Regions from separate parts of the Zea mays genome. Here all the other regions are linked to region 3. Evidence: chromatin contacts called from public Hi-C data. All regions are on one chromosome and are shown on one strand. The core of a region is the stretch at or near the end of the contact, and the rest is flanking DNA. Distances in the headings are between cores, read along the strand shown. Region 1 holds the start of LOC100192867. Region 2 holds the start of LOC100278107. Region 3 holds the start of LOC100273021.

The links. Hi-C and Micro-C count contacts between places; a contact is called where the count stands out from the background.
Region 1: a Hi-C map of leaf shows a contact between it and region 3, with 5 times the contacts expected there. The contact joins the promoter of LOC100192867 here to the promoter of LOC100273021 in region 3. A contact is called at or near these places in 2 of 25 Hi-C or Micro-C datasets (ear and leaf).
Region 2: a contact with region 3 is called in a Hi-C map of leaf, with 5 times the contacts expected there. The contact joins the promoter of LOC100278107 here to the promoter of LOC100273021 in region 3. A contact is called at or near these places in 5 of 25 Hi-C or Micro-C datasets (ear, leaf, leaf mesophyll and 1 more).

What each region holds. Positions count from the first base shown.
Region 1 is chr8:131,524,515-131,527,390 of Zm-B73-REFERENCE-NAM-5.0, forward strand. LOC100192867 reads left to right here and starts at 1,608. Exons shown (of 8, transcript NM_001358391.1): 1 at 1,608-2,090; 2 at 2,179-2,876. The coding sequence starts at 2,018.
Region 2 is chr8:131,172,837-131,175,536 of Zm-B73-REFERENCE-NAM-5.0, forward strand. LOC100278107 reads right to left here and starts at 1,426. Exons shown (of 2, transcript NM_001361306.1): 1 at 602-1,426. The coding sequence starts at 1,334.
Region 3 is chr8:131,340,743-131,343,512 of Zm-B73-REFERENCE-NAM-5.0, forward strand. LOC100273021 reads left to right here and starts at 1,451. Exons shown (of 3, transcript NM_001353560.1): 1 at 1,451-1,928; 2 at 2,085-2,184; 3 at 2,339-2,731. The coding sequence starts at 1,564. The coding sequence ends at 2,479.

The DNA of each region.
Region 1 (2,876 bases), core at 358-2,857, 180 kb after region 3:
GAAGATCAGCGAGTCGCGCCATCTTCTCCTTCTTCCTTTGTACTTGCTGATGGATTATTTCTATGTCCCTGATTTCTTGGTCCAACTCCTCCTCCTGAAGTGTTGGATTGGTGGCCTTCCTTTTCTGGCTTCGGGCCTCTCGGAGAGAGAGGGTCTCCTGGTTCGGGTCCAGTGGCTGCAGTGCAGCAGTCCCTGGCGCTGAAGCTTTCTTCGGCGGCATGACGAAGGTCAGTGCTTGCCGAAGGTGGTCGAAAAAAGGGTTCACCGGAGGTGGGCGCCAATGTTGGGGACTTGCTCTCAAATGCTTCGACTTGAGAACAAGGCAACACAAAAATATTAAATGTTAATGCCCTTCGTCCTTCGAAGCATTATTTCTCTTAGGATATAATGATCTTCAAACGAAGGTCATGAAGGACGTACCTTCATCATCACAGTATATGTTAAATAAAAGAAGAAGCATATGACATATAAGAGACAACATAAACAATCATATAACATCATTAATTCATTCTTATTATATAATCATGGAAAGACAGGGACAATATTGAACTACAAAAGTACCTTCAACTTGATAAAAGGCAAAAAGTACAAGCGTGACACAAAAGCAAGTATAAGGCAGCGTGAACAGTACGGGGGTACTGTTCATCTATTTATAAGCACAAGACGCAGTCTATGAGAAATTATATTCATGCCCTTTACATTTATTATTGACTTATAGATAAATCTATGAGGACTAGATAACCTTTTCCCCTTTAAGTCGGTTCCTTTTTCTGCGATTGAGCCGAAGCACCTTTGCACGCAGCTTCGGAGCAACGACAATCTTCATCACGATCATGCTCTTCCCATCGTGTATGCTTTTATCCTAAGTCCGAAGGTACCTGTCCATAAGCCATGCTTGGAAGACATTGTTAAATTACGTTTCTGAGGACCTTCGGAGGACGAAGGCCCCCAACAAAAATCATCCCACACCTATAACCTCCACTAAAACCACCAAATAAATTGCACTCATACTTAACATACCATAAAAACAATGGTTTAAAGCGTTAGATAACCTCTCTCACTTACTCAAATCCAATGGACAATATTATTTGGATCATCCCTTATCTATCTTCCTCCCCTTCCCTCGCGACCGCGCCACCCCTGCCACCTTGCCCCACGTCCTCCCTCCCCAGCACTCGCATCGTCGTCGTTAACCTCTTCCCTCGCGTCGTCGCCGTCATCGACCCTCACCTCTTCGGATCGTAACGTTAGCACAGACTATTTGATGGTAAGTATTAAATATAGTCGAATTACAAAACTAATTATATAGATAAAGATTAATCAACGAGAAAATTTTATTAAGTCTAATTAATACACGATTAGCAAATGTTTACTATATCATCACATGAGTAAATCATATATTAATTAGGTTTAACCGACTCATCTTACAGTTTAGCACTTGTTTATATAGTTAGTTTTATAATTATACTATATTTACCATTTCTAATTATTATTTAAACATCCGAGATTAAAATTTAGCCCATGGAATCCAAACGAACCCTAAATAAACTGAAAACCACCCATCAAACTTTTATTTTAAACCTGAATCGAGCCGTTCCAATTCCAACAGGACGAGGCGCGCTTTCCTGCCCCATTTCCTGTCCCCGCGCGCGCTCCCCGCTCCCCTGGCTTCCTCTTTTCCGCCGCCACGACTTCCGCGCGCGCAGCATCGCCGCCGCCGTTCTCGCGCACAACGGATCAGAGATTTTCCCGGCCGTGCGCCCCTCTCGGTGAGAGGCGTCTCCCTCCTCCTACTCCACCTCCCCGCCCTCTACTGTCTCGGGGGAGAGTCGGTTTCGTTCCGAGATTTCCCTTTTCTCTCTCCGCTCAATTCGTTTGGATTGGTGCGCTGCGCCCAATCCAGTTGGGCGAAGACATCTGTGGTTCGATTGAGTCATTTTCGTCTTCCTCCGAGGATTTCTGGGGGTTCAGTTGAATCCCCATCCGCCACACTAAGCCCGGCCCTACCTGTGTTGCGATGCGCGGCGAGGCTGGCAATGACGGCGGTGGCGGGGATACCCAACTCCTGGACGGCGCCACACCTCGGTTAGGTGAGTGCGCATTGTTTATTGGCTCTGGTTCTGTGAGCGATTGGTGTAAATGTGTTATTTTTTTGTGGATGTGTATTGCGGTCATCAGGTTCTCCTTCGAGTGATGACGACGGAACACAGAGTGAGGCGTATGATTGGGCGCTGTACGACGAAACACAGCCTCTGGATGGTGCTGAGACCCAGTTTGTAGACCAGGTGGAGGAGGAGGGTGTGGCTGGCGATTGGACGGAGACACAGTTGGAGAGTGGCGACGAGGATGGTGGCAGTGGCAATGAGGATGGCGGCGATGACAGTGACCAAGTGAAGACACAACAACAGGTGGAAGATGGGGAACGGGGCAATGATGGTGGTGGTGGGGATGATAATGCTGGCAATTGGACTAAGACCCAGTTGGATGAAGTATGCGAGGTGTATGGAGCGAACAACTTTGTTGGAGACATGGTTGAGGCCCAGTTGGTTGAGGAATCTGAGGAGGAGGATGATGACAAGGATGGATTAACTGATGATGGTGAGCATGATCTTGGTGAGTGGGGGAAGACCCAGTTGGTTGAAGACTCTGATGAAGACATAGGTGACGATGAGTTGAGTGATGGCACTGTTGTCCTAAGTGACAATGAGAGCTTGTCAGAAGATGAGAGGGGCACAAAGTCAGGAACGGATAAAAGGGATGCAAAGTTGGGAATGGAAGGAAGCATCGAGGGGTTAAATGGTGGGATTAAGAAGCATGATGATAACAATAATTCGGTAGATTCTGATGCATCAACAGATGAGGAGGGTGACACAAGT
Region 2 (2,700 bases), core at 176-2,675, 170 kb before region 3:
TTCCTATGCATGTTTGTAAAACACCTCAAGACTCTAATAACACCATGATGCTAACTAGTCATAGCTTTAAAACTTCATGATGCAAACAAGTCACAGCTTCAGACGCTTCATGCCCGCAAGATCGTGGATGGGTTTTTTTTTATCCGAGGACAAAGCTATAACAAGAAAAGACCTAACTCGCATGCATACTAGGATAGTATCGTATACACACATATATGATACTATCAGACAGATGTTCAATTTCTAGAACAAATGCAGATCGATCTGTGGATAAGCATATCTCATCTTACTAAGTTGGGTTCAATCCCGTGAAACAACACAAGTTATCATTTATTCAACAGCTTTCTGCATGACTACCATCCCAAATTCAATAATCGCTCTCCCTGATGAAAAAGATGCAACCAGCAGTTCAACAGAAAAAGCAGAATAGAAACTATTTGAATCAGATCCACTCCGCTATTCACATCAAAATAATTCGTTGCTTGATCTATAGAAGCAGTGCAGTAATAACGTTGTTTAGCCATCAATTTCAAGTACAGAGCAACAAGAACAACGGCGCAGTCAATAATACAGCTAGGATTGGGCGTGTGAGTGTTGATACCTCGTTGAGCTCGCTCTGCCGCGGCTTTCTGCTCGGCAGCAAGCGCCAGCTCGGGATCCACCCCGAACGCTTGGGCGTAGGTGTTGTCTATCGGCGAGAACACTGCGCGACGGTACGCCGAGAACAGCGCGGCCATCTCCATCCCAGGCACGGTGCGCGCCGCTTTTTCCGCCGCGTCCCGCTGAGTCACGGCGGCGTCCAGCAGGTAGTCGAGCGCCTTCCGCGGCACGAACCGCTGCCGTGCGGCCTGGATCTGGTCGGGGTGGTAGTCAGCGTCAGTGTCGAATGCCGGGACATCGACCAGGAGGAAGTTGCCGTCGCTGGGGTGGGGGCGGAAGGCGTCGGGGCTCTTGCACGGGCAGAGCAGCGCTAGCGCGCTGCGACGGGCTACCTCGTCGACGGCCTCCGCCACGGCGCCGGCGAAACTACTGCGGGTGCTGCCGCCCTGGGCCGCCTTCTCGGTGAAGTGCTCCTCGAAGGGGACGAGCTCGCTGGGCTCGAACCACCCGTAGCTTTTGTCGCCGAAGAAGGCGACCAGGACCAGCCCGTAGCGGTAGCCGCGGTGCACCTCCTCGTCGTCGGTGAGGCTGACGCTGTAGATGTGGCCCGGCCACCACGGGTGCGACTTCACCTTGGCCCAGACCATGTCGCCGAAGCGGGGGGCGCCGTTCGCCCACACGCTGCCGCCTCCGGCAGCGGGGACCATGGCGCCTCCGGCGGCGGGATCGGCCATCCTGTGGAGGAACCGAAAACCTAGATAAGCTTTGGACAGGGTCGATCGGTCTGGGCTTGGTTTGGGCTTCGGACGGTGTGACCCCGGGATCGGAGGAAGGAGGGCATTCCTGGTAATTTTTATTATTATCAGAGGAATAGGGTTTTCCATTATAACAAGGTTGAAATCTGAAAAAAAAAATTAGAGTTTAAGCGAAGGTACGGCCTTCCTCCTATTTCCATAAGAACCATGTGTAAAAACTTTTGTTAGGATTGATATGACGATTGGAGCAAGGATGAATAGTTTTTTAATAAAAAACTAATTATATCGGCTAATTGAAACAAAATATAAAATTGAACTAATCAAAACAAAAACAAAAAATCTAATCTAGATGCAAGGTGGGTAGATCTAGGCTTGGTTTAGGTTTAGGATTTGGAGAAGGGTGTTAATAAAGAAAAGGATGCTTTCATTATAATAAGGTTGATATTTGAGAAATTTAGACAGAGGGGTTGAGTGAAGGTGCAATATTTCTCCCATTTTTATAAGCATCATTTCATATATACAATTTTTTTGTAAAGATCAGCAAGAAGGCATAAATAGTTGTTCCAAAAATCAATTGTACTGATTGACTAAAATAAATATGAAATTGAACTAATAAGTCTAGCTTCATGTAAGTGATCTCACTCTAGCTCAAATATAAAATTGAAGGTAATTGGTCTAACATCAATTATACCTTACAAATATTTTATTTGGGTAACAATAATGTTGAGCAGATCAAGTCTAGTTAGAACAGTTGCCACTACTGCAGGATGGACCCCAATTTCAGCGTATGCCATATGCCCTTCTCCCGGTTTGGCTAGCGAACACATGTGTGCTCTTCTTTCTACCTCTCACTTAACAAGTGTAAGACCATGAAGAGCACTCAACTATTTGAGTTATGTTCCCTCCACCTCAATTAGCAAGGTGAGAGTAAATGTTGCCAAGCACCTCTTCATGAATGGGCCTTTGAAATTTTCCGAGAACATGTACAGTAACGGCTAGTTTCGAGTTGTTGGGGTATTTATACCCCCTCCACCAGCATCAATCATTGTCTTGGTGCCCCAACCATATAACATTCATTGCTTTGAGTTTGAAAGTTCCATGGCATAGTGAGGTCATTAGAAAATCATAATCCCATGATTAGTGTCTCATTAGTGCAAGAGAGAGCCACCTAGACCACCCACCACTCACATTAGGCTTGTCATGGTCAACTGAAAGCCTAGAGCTTGTTACTCTTGGTGATCGACATCACCTAGATGGTTTGGTGGTGATTGGAGCTCGATGATCACCCAAGAGGCTTTGTTGGTGACCCGGCTCAAAGATTGTATGCGGTCATGAGGAATCATCT
Region 3 (2,770 bases), core at 201-2,700:
ATGACCATCCATTCTTGGATGGAACGTCCTTGACTACTCTGTATATTTATACGAAGAACATCCTCCATTATTTTTACCGTCCTCTATGTACGAAGGGGTGGAAGAACATTAAATCTAACTAGTCGGTTGCCCGTACGTTGCGACGACTTACAACAATATCCACGTAGACTATCCACCAAAAAAATCTCAATATTTTTTATTGATTGTCTCCGCTCTCCGTATTATATTTTTGATTTGACTAACTGATGTTATTATTTACTCCATCCAATATGTTTGGTACAACACACCTAATGAAGTGAGCGATTAGAAGAGAGTTCACAACGACTGACTGAACGAAAAGAGATTATAGAATAACATAATTTCACCATACAGAGACCAAATAAGAGAGTTTGTGAGCTCAAGTTTCTAAAATAAGTCACATGAACTCAAACTTATAAAAAAGATAGATCAAAATATGGAGTGGTTGCTAAAGTCAGGCATCAATAAAAACTGGATGCGCTCTATATAAATATGCAACTTCGTAGCAATTACTAACGTTCAAAACCAACAAATAACCTTTCATTTTACTATTAGTGTGACAAATCATCGTTGCTCCATCCAATTCAGCAGCCTCAAACAACATGGAGTCCATTGTATGGTCTCAGAAACGACATAATGCTTGCAAGAGCCAAGAACACCGTGTCGTGCTTAGGCTATAGCCTCGACCCATAGTGCTGGCCCGACACGATTATATATTTTTATTTTACAAAAAATGTATATACATATATACAAATTATATTCAATATCAAAAACATCTGAGTATGATGTTCTATTTGTTAGACATCCTCACCTAGTGTCTCCCGCCCTCTTCCATCAGGACATAGGTTCGAACCCCACCTTCTGCACCATTTTTTAACATTTCACGCTTATTTAATCAAATGGGCCGACAGACTAACAGGTCGTCCCGGCACAGTCAGCAGGTCGGCATGACGTGCCTGGACTAGAGCTGTGGCCCACGAGCGTATGTCCTGTGTCGGGCCGCCGTTTGACCATCTATAGACGTGCAGCGGGTTAATTTGAAATAGTTGTGAGAAGTTATTTGTAAAAAGATGATGTGGGACGACCGTTAAAACTGGTGTTTTAAGTATAGTAGAGAGTAGAGAAATTGATGATCATAATTTTAATACGTACACACTACACAAAATATGTACCATACTTGATTTATTCCCATATTGATTTATTCCCAAAGCACCGCCGTCGTCCTCGTCTGGGCTGGAAAGTGTTCGGCCAGGATGGTGGGGCTGGGCTGGTTTTGTGCTGACCTGGGCCTGCCGTTCGTTTTGTTTCGCGGCCCAGGCGAAAATTACCAGGCGAACGAACGAGAACGAGGTGCGTGGCGTGTGTGACTGTGTGATTGGCGCCACGCGGCTTATCCTGGGAAATCCCGGCGGCCAATCACAGCGCTCGGTGGCTGGCCCTTGCTTTGCGGTGCCCCTCCACTCCATCAACGCCAGCCGCCAGTCCCCCCGGGCGGCGCTACCCTCAGCTAGCTCCGTAAACCAGCGAGTACGGCCGACCAGACCAATGGCACTGCGGCTACCCATCTCCTCGACCCACGGGCTGGCCTCCTCGCCAGCGCCCATCTCCTCCACGACGACGTGCCGGCCGGCCGCCGCCAGTGGGAGCTTGATCCCGCCAGCTGCCCTGGTCGCAGTTGCCATCCGCTGGGCGTCGGCGTCGGCGTCCCAAAAGAGGGGCCTGCTGCTGACGACGGCGAGGGGCGGCGGAGTCCTCGCGCCGGTGAGGTCGAGCGGGATCGAGACGACGACGACCTCGGTGGGAGCTGAGGCCGTCACCGGGCAGGTCACGGAGGTCAACAAGGACACCTTCTGGCCCATCGTCGAGGCCGCCGGCGACAAGGTCGTCGTCCTCGACATGTACACCGAATGGTACGTACGTACGCGTGCAAAGTGATGCCTCGATCTAGCTCAAGTCGTTCCAGGAGATTGTAGAACCATATATCCTGAGACGACGACGACAGTACGTGTTGCATTGCAGTACATACTGATATACTGCGCGCGTTGTGGTGTGTTTGCATCATGCAGGTGCGGGCCTTGCAAAGTGATGGCTCCCAAGTTCCAGGAGATGTCCGAGAAGAACCTGGACGTCGTGTTCCTCAAGCTGGACTGCAACCAGGACAACAAGGTCAGCAAACTAGATAGTACGTACGCACGTACGTACCTCCTAGCTAGCTAGGATTACTTAGCTGTGATTGACATATATGATCTACGACCTAGCTCGATCTTCCCTTGATCTCTTCTGTGTGCATGCATGGCGCTTTTGCTTGTTGTTCTTGCAGCCTCTCGCGAAGGAGCTGGGCATAAAGGTTGTGCCGACGTTCAAGATCCTCAAGGGCGGGAAGGTCGTGAAGGAGGTCACCGGCGCCAAGATCGACGAGCTAGCGGAAGCCATCGAGATAGCCAACAAGAAGTCAGGCTGACAAAGGAATAGCAAGATCGACGTGCAGTGCAAGCAAGGATGAATGGATGATCGATGAACTAGCTAGTGAAGACTGCGAATGAATGCGCCCCGGCCGCGCATTTGTGGGACCGGCAACATGCATGCAGAAAACAAGCTATTCTAGTTCTTCTGCTTAGGCCGTCCGCAATTGCTATCTCAAATAGCTAGCTGATGTGGAGCTGAGAGAAGAATACAAATAGTAATTTATCTCATCACTAGTATTTGATCTCACACGTCCAGTTTCTTTCTTGGAATACGCGGAATCTTCTAT